Regions from separate parts of the Hordeum vulgare genome. Here all the other regions are linked to region 3. A link is a contact called in public Hi-C data. All regions are on one chromosome and are shown on one strand. The core of a region is the stretch at or near the end of the contact, and the rest is flanking DNA. Distances in the headings are between cores, read along the strand shown. Region 1 holds the start of LOC123411388. Region 2 has its middle 260 kb from the start of LOC123413286. Region 3 holds the start of LOC123413286 (receptor-like protein kinase HERK 1).

Region 1 (2,891 bases), core at 361-2,860, 460 kb before region 3:
CTTGGGACATGTTGATATCAATCATAATGCGAAGGCTATGTAAAAGTGTAAATCGGGCATTGAGCATTAGGAGGCAGTTAGACAGTATAAATATAGAGATTTAAGCACACCCTGAATAAGTGTACGGGCATTGGGCTTCTATTTCCTTGTTCAACCTGACGCCCCTCTACCGACTAGCAGTTACACAATTAAACACTCGTAATTCAGCAGCAACTCATATATGACTTCCGTATTACCCTAGAAAAATAGGGGTTGCTACTTTTTCTCGAAAGAAAATAGGTGTTACTGACGAGTAGCCACTCCAGCAAAAACAAATATTATTTGTACATAAAAACAGGAAGAACTACTGAGACAGCTTTCATTTGTACAGTAATTGGCACTCTAACAAGCATGAACCTGAACAATCACTTACCTCACAAGGTCTGTTTACTTGTTAGCAACTTCATAGTGAAAAATAGAATTGGAACTTGTCAGCAACAAGGATGCAATGAAAGGGAAATCTAAATAACATGCTGTTCTGAAGCTTCACATGGTCCATGTGTGAGATTTGTTGGTTGAACTTTTTAAGATAAAATGCAGCAAACAAGGCCCCAGCTTAATCTCTTCATGTTTTCCCATACGCTACATATGGAAAAGAGCAGTTCCCTTTCGATAGAGCAAATGTAAGTTGAAAGAGAAAACCTATATAGACCGCTCCACTGAAGTGTTTGAATGACACGTGATGCAATTTATTGTATCACTGGCAATTGGCACGATTGCTCGTGCAGTCGTTCACACAGAACATGATTAGATATTTGGGAGCTTGCAAATTTATTATTCACGTTGGACCCTTGCACCGCCCCCTTGCGGTTAATGCTAGTATGAAAATTTGAAACCCGATGCAATTGCAAGTGGTGAATCATTAATTGGACCCCTTCCCTGTGATGCAGTGCTTCATGGATCATACGGTACAATATAACCAGAAATTGTGTCCTTCCTCCCGTCCCGTGAGCATTCATTCAGAGACGGGGAGACTCTACACCATTGTGATTGGAATCGAAGGCATACAATCCAAGAGCAAGTGCCATGATTTCTAAGCTAATATGGTCAAACTGAGAATTTGGTTCCTAAGCTTGTTTACCTGTGTATTAGGGTATAATGTAAAAGAAACGTGTACAGGCACATAGTAAATCCAATTTGGTCCCCAAATCCCTTCTGAAAATGGTCCTTATAAACACCCAAAATGCTGTGGGAATGTACATGGACGGATACACCGTTGGATGCAACATCACAACCCGCTCGTTACCACAGCCCTGCCTACGCTACGGATGGGAAGTGAGAGCAGCCGCTCTCAAAGAAAAGATATCCTTCTGGGCTGGATTCGGTTCGGTTCGGTTCTTCACCGCAAAAGGTTGGAGCAAAATTAGGGCTTCCTTACCGACAGAGGGAGGAGGAGTCGCGGGAGCCGGTCCAGATCCAGTAGAGAGACGGACAGAGATTTGCTCCGCTTGGAGGCTTGCTCCGTTGGGTTCAGGCGGAGAAGAAGGAGCCGGACGGCGGCGACGCGGTGTGGGGAGGGCAGGAACCAGACCAAAGGGGAAATGGGTTTGGATTGGTGCGTCCTGTGTGCTGGGCTGGGCTGGGCTCGGCTGGTTGGACCTCGACATGTACTGGTGTGGTGGGCATCAGCAACCCAACAAAGCGACCGCCTTCTTTTTTTTCTTTTCTTCCGTTCATCCTTTTTCTTAAAAAATTAGGACAATGTCTATGCGTTTCAACGGATATAAATATCGCTCTAACTAAGGATAGTAAAACTGCACCATATCCCAGCCTTCTCACACATCCTTGTTTTTTGGCCGTCAGATCATGTGTCCTGATCGTTTCTAACCATACGATTACCACCCATTCTCGTGATTAACAACTAAGTGGGTCTACTGTCCTCGGGCAGCTACTCCCATAGCAAAATCGGTGGCTTCTCGTTAATTTGGATCCTTGCACCACACAAAGCCCACCATCGAAATACCCAACCCAGACAAACCCTGATTTCTTTCTTCTTCTCCGTGGATCCCCTCATCTCTCGAGTCCCACATCGATCGCCGCCGCCACCACCGTCGCCACCGTCCCCACATACCGGCGACCCTGATCCCGGAGTCGGTCCTCTCCCCAGCACAGTCGCTCCCACTCCCACCCCTCCCCTCACATTGTATTGTATAGTTGGTATTTTGGTTGTGGTGGAGAAAGGAAGGAAGGAGAATCGCCTTCGGACTACTTGAACCCTTTGTGTCGCACCTCAGGGCCGCCCAGGACCATATGCCCAATGGAGGTCGTATCATCCTTATCTTGCCGGATCTAGAGGCCAGCACACCCTGGTTCACCAAGGGCAGGTTCGTCGTCTCGTGTCTCTTTACCAGCTTCCCACGCCGACGGCGGCGTCAATTCTTTTTACATGGATGCTTCTTTATTGCAGCGTCCGTTTCGTAAGCATGCCGAAGGTCCTGGAGCGGGTGACAACCATACAGTCCGAGATACTGCAGCTCGAGGATGTTGCGCCGTCCAAAGCAATGAAAATCATAGATTGAAATCTGCAAGTGGATGATATATTGTAACATGTAAAGTAATGTGTACCTGTTGAGAGAGATAATAGCAGAATGGTGACACATGTTTCTGTTTGGGATTTGCTAGGCTGAACTAGGGCACAATGTGAAAATGGTGGACCCTGTGGAAGGTACAATACTGTCGATTACATTTCTGAATGTTGTGTTGGATAATAATAATATCTATGAAGAAATCTTCAGCAATGCTTATTCGTAACTGAAAATCCTATTCAGATTGTGCAATAGATTCTCTTCTCCTCTGGACATTGATGTCACTCCTCCAAGGGAACCAGACAATCCTCTTCATACAACTTTCCA
Region 2 (3,019 bases), core at 416-2,915, 260 kb after region 3:
AAACAGGGCATGAAAATAACAATGCAACACTTAGGGAAATAAAATATACATGGAGAGGGGTCCACTTGGCAATGGCTCTCTCTTAGGATGACATGTGGGTCCTTTGGACCCACTCTCACACACACACACACTACTCTACATGTGCTACAGCCTCTCAGACATACACACATACACATACACATGGAAAACAAAATACAAAGAAAAGGTGCCAAGGGGGGGGGGGCGAACCCACCACTTCCCTGGTAGAACTAACCTACTCCACCACTGGGCTATCATCTCAGTGCTGCACTATAGGGAGAACCACAGGAAGTAAGGTGTCTCTGTTGATAATGCACAGGAAAATTAAATCAATCAACAAAAGGGGTCCACTTGGCAATGGCTCTCTCTTAGGATGACATGTGGGTCCTTTGGACCCACTCTCACACACACACACACTACTCTACATGTGCTACAGCCTCTCAGACATACACACATACACATACACATGGAAAACAAAATACAAAGAAAAGGTGCCAAGGGGGGGGCGAACCCACCACTTCCCTGGTAGAACTAACCTACTCCACCACTGGGCTATCATCTCAGTGCTGCACTATAGGGAGAACCACAGGAAGTAAGGTGTCTCTATTGATAATGCACAGGAAAATTAAATCAATCAACAAAAGGGGTCCACTTGGCAATGGCTCTCTCTTAGGATGACATGTGGGTCCTTTGGACCCACTCTCACACACACACACACTACTCTACATGTGCTACAGCCTCTCAGACATACACACATACACATACACATGGAAAACAAAATACAAAGAAAAGGTGCCAAGGGGGGGCGAACCCACCACTTCCCTGGTAGAACTAACCTACTCCACCACTGGGCTATCATCTCAGTGCTGCACTATAGGGAGAACCACAGGAAGTAAGGTGTCTCTGTTGATAATGCACAGGAAAATTAAATCAATCAACAAAAGGGGTCCACTTGGCAATGGCTCTCTCTTAGGATGACATGTGGGTCCTTTGGACCCACTCTCACACACACACACACTACTCTACATGTGCTACAGCCTCTCAGACATACACACATACACATACACATACACATGGAAAACAAAATACAAAGAAAAGGTGCCAAGGGGGGGGCGAACCTACCACTTCCCTGGTAGAACTAACCTACTCCACCACTGGGCTATCATCTCAGTGCTGCACTATAGGGAGAACCACAGGAAGTAAGGTGTCTCTGTTGATAATGCACAGGAAAATTAAATCAATCAACAAAAGGGGTCCACTTGGCAATGGCTCTCTCTTAGGATGACATGTGGGTCCTTTGGACCCACTCTCACACACACACACACTACTCTACATGTGCTACAGCCTCTCAGACATACACACATACACATACACATACACATGGAAAACAAAATACAAAGAAAAGGTGCCAAGGGGGGGGCGAACCCACCACTTCCCTGGTAGAACTAACCTACTCCACCACTGGGCTATCATCTCAGTGCTGCACTATGGGGAGAACCACAGGAAGTAAGGTGTCATAATGCACAGGAAAATTAAATCAATCAACAAAAGGGACGCCAGGGGGATTCGAACACACACCCTCCTGGCGGAGGCGCGGGGCTGGCGCCACTGGGCTAGCGCGGGGAAGTCTGAACAAAAGGAGGTTCTGCTCCCCATATGCCGAGGCCACGGATCTTCTTCTACCTCCAGCCGAATCAGCAGAGGAGAAGGCCTCCACTCCGGCGAGCGGGGAGGCGGCAACGGCGTCGAGCATCTACCGGCAGGGGAAGCGGGATGCTTGGGGAATCCATTCCCATTACTAACGCGGCGGGAGATGGACCACAATGACGGTGCTACGGGGTTGTTGTGACTGGCCACGCGGAGCTCAACGCCGGCGACAATCCGGCGCTCAGGTTGGTCCTAGCGTGGGGAAAGAAGAGGGGAACGCGGCGCTCACCCTGGGGGACTCGGAGTCGCTCTTGCTGTCGAGAAGAGTAAGAAGAGGCGAGGGCGACGACGGCATCACTTCTCCCTTCCGTCTCCTGTCGAGGTCGATGAGGAGGGGCCGACGGAGGAGGAGATTTGCCCTCCTAACGCCGGGAACGGGACGAGGGAGGATCCAGCATCCTCCCCACATGCTTGGACTCGACGGGCAAGGACCGGCGACGAGGGGAGGGACAGCGTCGGCGACGAACTCTCTCTCTGAACCACTATCCTTTCTCTGAAACTCTCCCTGGATCTCTTACCTGCAGAGGGGGACGAAGGATGAAGAAGGGTTGGCGGCGCGATGAAGGATAGGAGGGAAACCCTACCAGGGCACGCACGTCGAGGGGCCTAAATAGGCGCGACGGGACGGCTGACAGCGTGTGCGGCCTCTCTTTCTCTCTCGCTGGCTGACAGAAAGCAGGGGAAGGAGGGAACGGCGTGAGGAGGAGGAAGAAAGGAAAGTGAGGTGGGCTATAGCGCCAGAGAAGCAATGGGCATAGCCCACTCATCTGCCTCCCCCTCTTTCTAAATAAAGTAGGTTTTCCTTTTTCAAATCAATTTTTGGAATAAAAGAGAGAGGTAAAACAGAATAAAGGAGAGAAAAGAAAATATAAATACGAGTCTCTAAAATGCTGCTCCTATTTATAAAAATAGAGGAGGCATTTTTAGAGCAAGTAAATTAATTGTTTTTTTATTAAATAAGCCCGTGTTTAATCAAAACAAAAAGGGAAATTATTTCAAATCAGTGATGTTTGACATCCACATATATTTGAAAGAACTTGCAAACAAGATGAGCATTTTTAAAACCCCAAAACAGCAACTGATTATATCTCAAAATATATAAGGGAGAGGGGGTTTTGGGCTATGGTTCAACTAAGATTTTGAGGTCATAGTTGCACCCACACCACACTCCACAAGAACATCACTAGCGACATGAATTCTCAGCACCAAGGTAGACAAGAAGAAGGCTAAAACAAAATTGATATGATGCATGAGATGCACATGGAATGACAACACATGAAATGACAATCACCTC
Region 3 (3,010 bases), core at 132-2,631:
AAAATGTGCACAATGTTTGAGATGGCATGTACAATTTCAAGCTATTATCCTCTAATAAGCTTATCAAAGATGGATGCAGAAACATTCAGGAATTAGTAAAGCACAAGGACACTGGCAACTACAATTATCTAGGTACAGAGGAAGTATAACGGATAGTAAGGCAAGAACATCAGATATACAGAACAGCGCCAAAAGAGGCATCCACTCGCATGCCGAACCGAACTAGTCCTAAGCCCATGGGATCACACCATAGGACCCCCACTGAGATCAGGACGAAGCAATTAAAAAAAAAAGGCAAACCGAACCCTAACTATGGAGGCGTTCTTCACACTTCCCAGAATGAAGAACTGGATTTGTTTGCTCACAGCGAGAAAGACCAAGACCAACGGGGGTTCGTTAACAAGAAGACATCAGTCTAGGTGGGAATAGTATCTCCCCAATGCTGGATGGTAGCCTCGAGGCGTGCTGGGCGGCGCCAGCCAAGACAGGGGGTACGTAAGTGCTCGGCGGCGCCGATTTGGGAGAAGATGACGGTGTGAGAGGTTGAGAGGAGGTATGGACCAGACCACCGTTGCTGCTTGATGTTGGCAACAAGCGCCGAATTTATTCTACTCCGTATAAAATAATGAGGAATATGTGAATATTCAGAGTTTCTGCTCCATATATTTTCCTTTTTACCTACTACGACTAGGAGATTGCATCTTGCATTCTACTATCTCGTTACTCTTCCATTTGTGAGGTTGAAGGCATTTCCATGGCCAGCTTCAAATCAGAGCGAAAAGAGCAGCACTCCTACAGATTTTCCTTTCCTAATACGGAGTAGATGGTAAAAAAAAACCACACCGCTATTAATCCGGAGGGGAAAGAAAGAAGAAACAGCAACAGAAATGAAGAAGGCCGACAAGAACAGCACGCTCGTGAAAACACACAAGAAAGAAGAAGCTGGATCCGCGAGACGCACGCACCTGCCCCGGTCCACCGGAGCGCCCCGCGGCGGGCATTCGCCGAGATCCGGCCGAGATCGACGCCCCTCCGCCGCCAACCGCTCCCACAGCCTCCGGGGTCCGAGCAGCCCCGAGCCGGGCCAGCAAATGCTCCGGAGAAGCGCCTCAAGAAGAGGCAGAGCCCACCACCGTCACCGCCGTCCGGAGCGAGCCGGCAAGGAAAGGGGGGAGATAAAGGTGGCTTTTTTCTTGGACCTGGAGCAGTTTTCAGCTTTACGGAGCAAGAAAACGCTAGGCTGGAGAGAGGGAGGGAGAGAGAGACGGGAGTTAAGGCGAGGGGAGGGAGGTGAGCTGCCACCTTGTTGGGAAGGAATAATAACAGCTAGGTTCGATTCAGCAAAGACTGAGCTGACAGAGACGGTGCTGATGAGCTTGATTTAGTTTAAGTAGGACTACTAGTTTAGTTTAGTTTAGTTCAGTTATATGCGGAAGCTCTCCAGTCTGATTATTGCGTCCATCGCGGCTGGTGTTCGGCGGTGGCTGAATTTGGGGAATCATGCACATGCACATGCACATGGCCAGCCCGAACCTAATCCTAACCTAACCGTGTTACTATTTGGCGCAAAGCCGAAGCCCTGCTTTCTCCCTGCACTTACATGAGTTGAGGGATGCAACGGGAACACAACACAACCAGCGGTGAGGGAACAGTGGCTTGCACGGTAAGCCGTCCACATGACATGCCTGGAAAAGTGTGTCATATGATCATATCTTTTCTCGACCCCAAGAAGCGATCGCGCCTTTGGGTCCTCTTTGACAAACGAAACACAGCACATTTCTTCTTCTTTTTTCGGAAAAGAAATCGCTGCCGTAAGTAGAATCGCTTCTGTTCGTGGAGGGAGGGAGGGAGAGTGGTGCGCCACTGAATGAAGAGAGCGTGTGGTGGTGGGGGGGGGGGGGGGGGGGGCGGAAGCGTTCTGGACTGACTCCACAAAACGAAATCGGTATTTTCATCGATGCGTTCGTTTGACCACCATACCACGCGTGCATGCCCCCATCCCCCTGTTCAACGCATTTTCAGTTCCTGCCTGGTATTTGTGCTCCTCACGTCTCACGACAAAAAACGAGATGAATCAAATGGTAATGCTGTGCTCTATTTTATTTTAGTTTATTTTATTTTAGTTTGAATGTTTATTTTCTCTTCCACGTAACCTAATGAAAGTTTGTAGCAAGAAAAGGAAGAGAGAGGCGTTTTGGAGGCCTAGCTCCATGAAGGCCTTTATTTTTGAAAAATTTAAATTCAATTTTTTATGGTTTAAAAAATTTCTGAAAAAAATATGCATGTATGTAAGGATGTAACCCACATGTATGTAAAAATTCATGATGAAATACCTTGAGTTGCAACCTGTATGAAAAAGACAAATTTATGGCATCGGAGGATGAATAGTATCATGTGTTAAACAACCCTAGATTTATCTTTTTTGCATAGCCCTCATTTCAATGTATTTTAAACTGAAAATTTACACACATGTATGTTGTATCTTCATGTATATCTGTATTTTTTTCAGATTTTTTAAAATGTAAAAATATGAATTTTGATAAAGTTTCAAAGTTGAATTTGGAGGCCTCATTGGAGGCCCAGCTCCAAAAGGGATTTCCGGAAAAGGAACCAATACCTTTAGGGATGGACTAAGAAGCGCGACCAGTACTCAACAATCAAAACATTTTAATTCCCCTGTTAAACATGGTTCCAACATCCTTGAAGGGAGATCATTCGTGAGCAGAGGCAACAAGAGTGGAGCCACAAAGAAGCTATTTTGTGGCTGCTTGCTGGATGATTCTCTTCTTTTATAGTTGTGCTGGCTGATGTCTTTTTGGGTGTGTTTTCGGTGGTGCACCTTTATGATGTTTGCGATTCATGTGTCAAAGGTCTGTGGTTATAGCCGGATAGGGAGAGTTTGCTCACCTGCCAAGGTGATCGTCGAAGGGTATGTTTGCTTTATGTCATCAAGTGAAACGGTATGGGTCGGTTCCGTTCCCAGAACCCATTCGGATGTTTGGATGGTCGA

Evidence for each region. Hi-C and Micro-C count contacts between places; a contact is called where the count stands out from the background.
Region 1: a contact with region 3 is called in a Hi-C map of seedling, with 4 times the contacts expected there. The contact joins the promoter of LOC123411388 here to the promoter of LOC123413286 in region 3. A contact is called at or near these places in 2 of 6 Hi-C or Micro-C datasets (leaf and seedling).
Region 2: a contact with region 3 is called in a Hi-C map of seedling, with 2.8 times the contacts expected there. The contact joins the enhancer-like site here to the promoter of LOC123413286 in region 3. A contact is called at or near these places in 1 of 6 Hi-C or Micro-C datasets (seedling) and 1 of 1 datasets of contacts at active chromatin or transcription factors (embryo).

What each region holds. Positions count from the first base shown.
Region 1 is chr7H:469,757,373-469,760,263 of MorexV3_pseudomolecules_assembly, reverse strand. It overlaps LOC123411388, which reads right to left and starts at 1,610. Exons shown (of 2, transcript XM_045104327.1): 1 at 1,418-1,610.
Region 2 is chr7H:469,045,102-469,048,120 of MorexV3_pseudomolecules_assembly, reverse strand. No RefSeq gene overlaps it. Among protein-coding and RNA genes, the nearest start is that of LOC123413286, 260 kb to the left of the region's middle. Within about 2 kb of position 1,665, at least 2 of the 3 cell types and tissues checked have open chromatin away from gene starts, as enhancers often do. A contact at or near this core is called in seedling, where this site is marked.
Region 3 is chr7H:469,301,515-469,304,524 of MorexV3_pseudomolecules_assembly, reverse strand. LOC123413286 (receptor-like protein kinase HERK 1) reads right to left here and starts at 1,381. Exons shown (of 2, transcript XM_045106226.1): 1 at 966-1,381. The coding sequence starts at 1,001.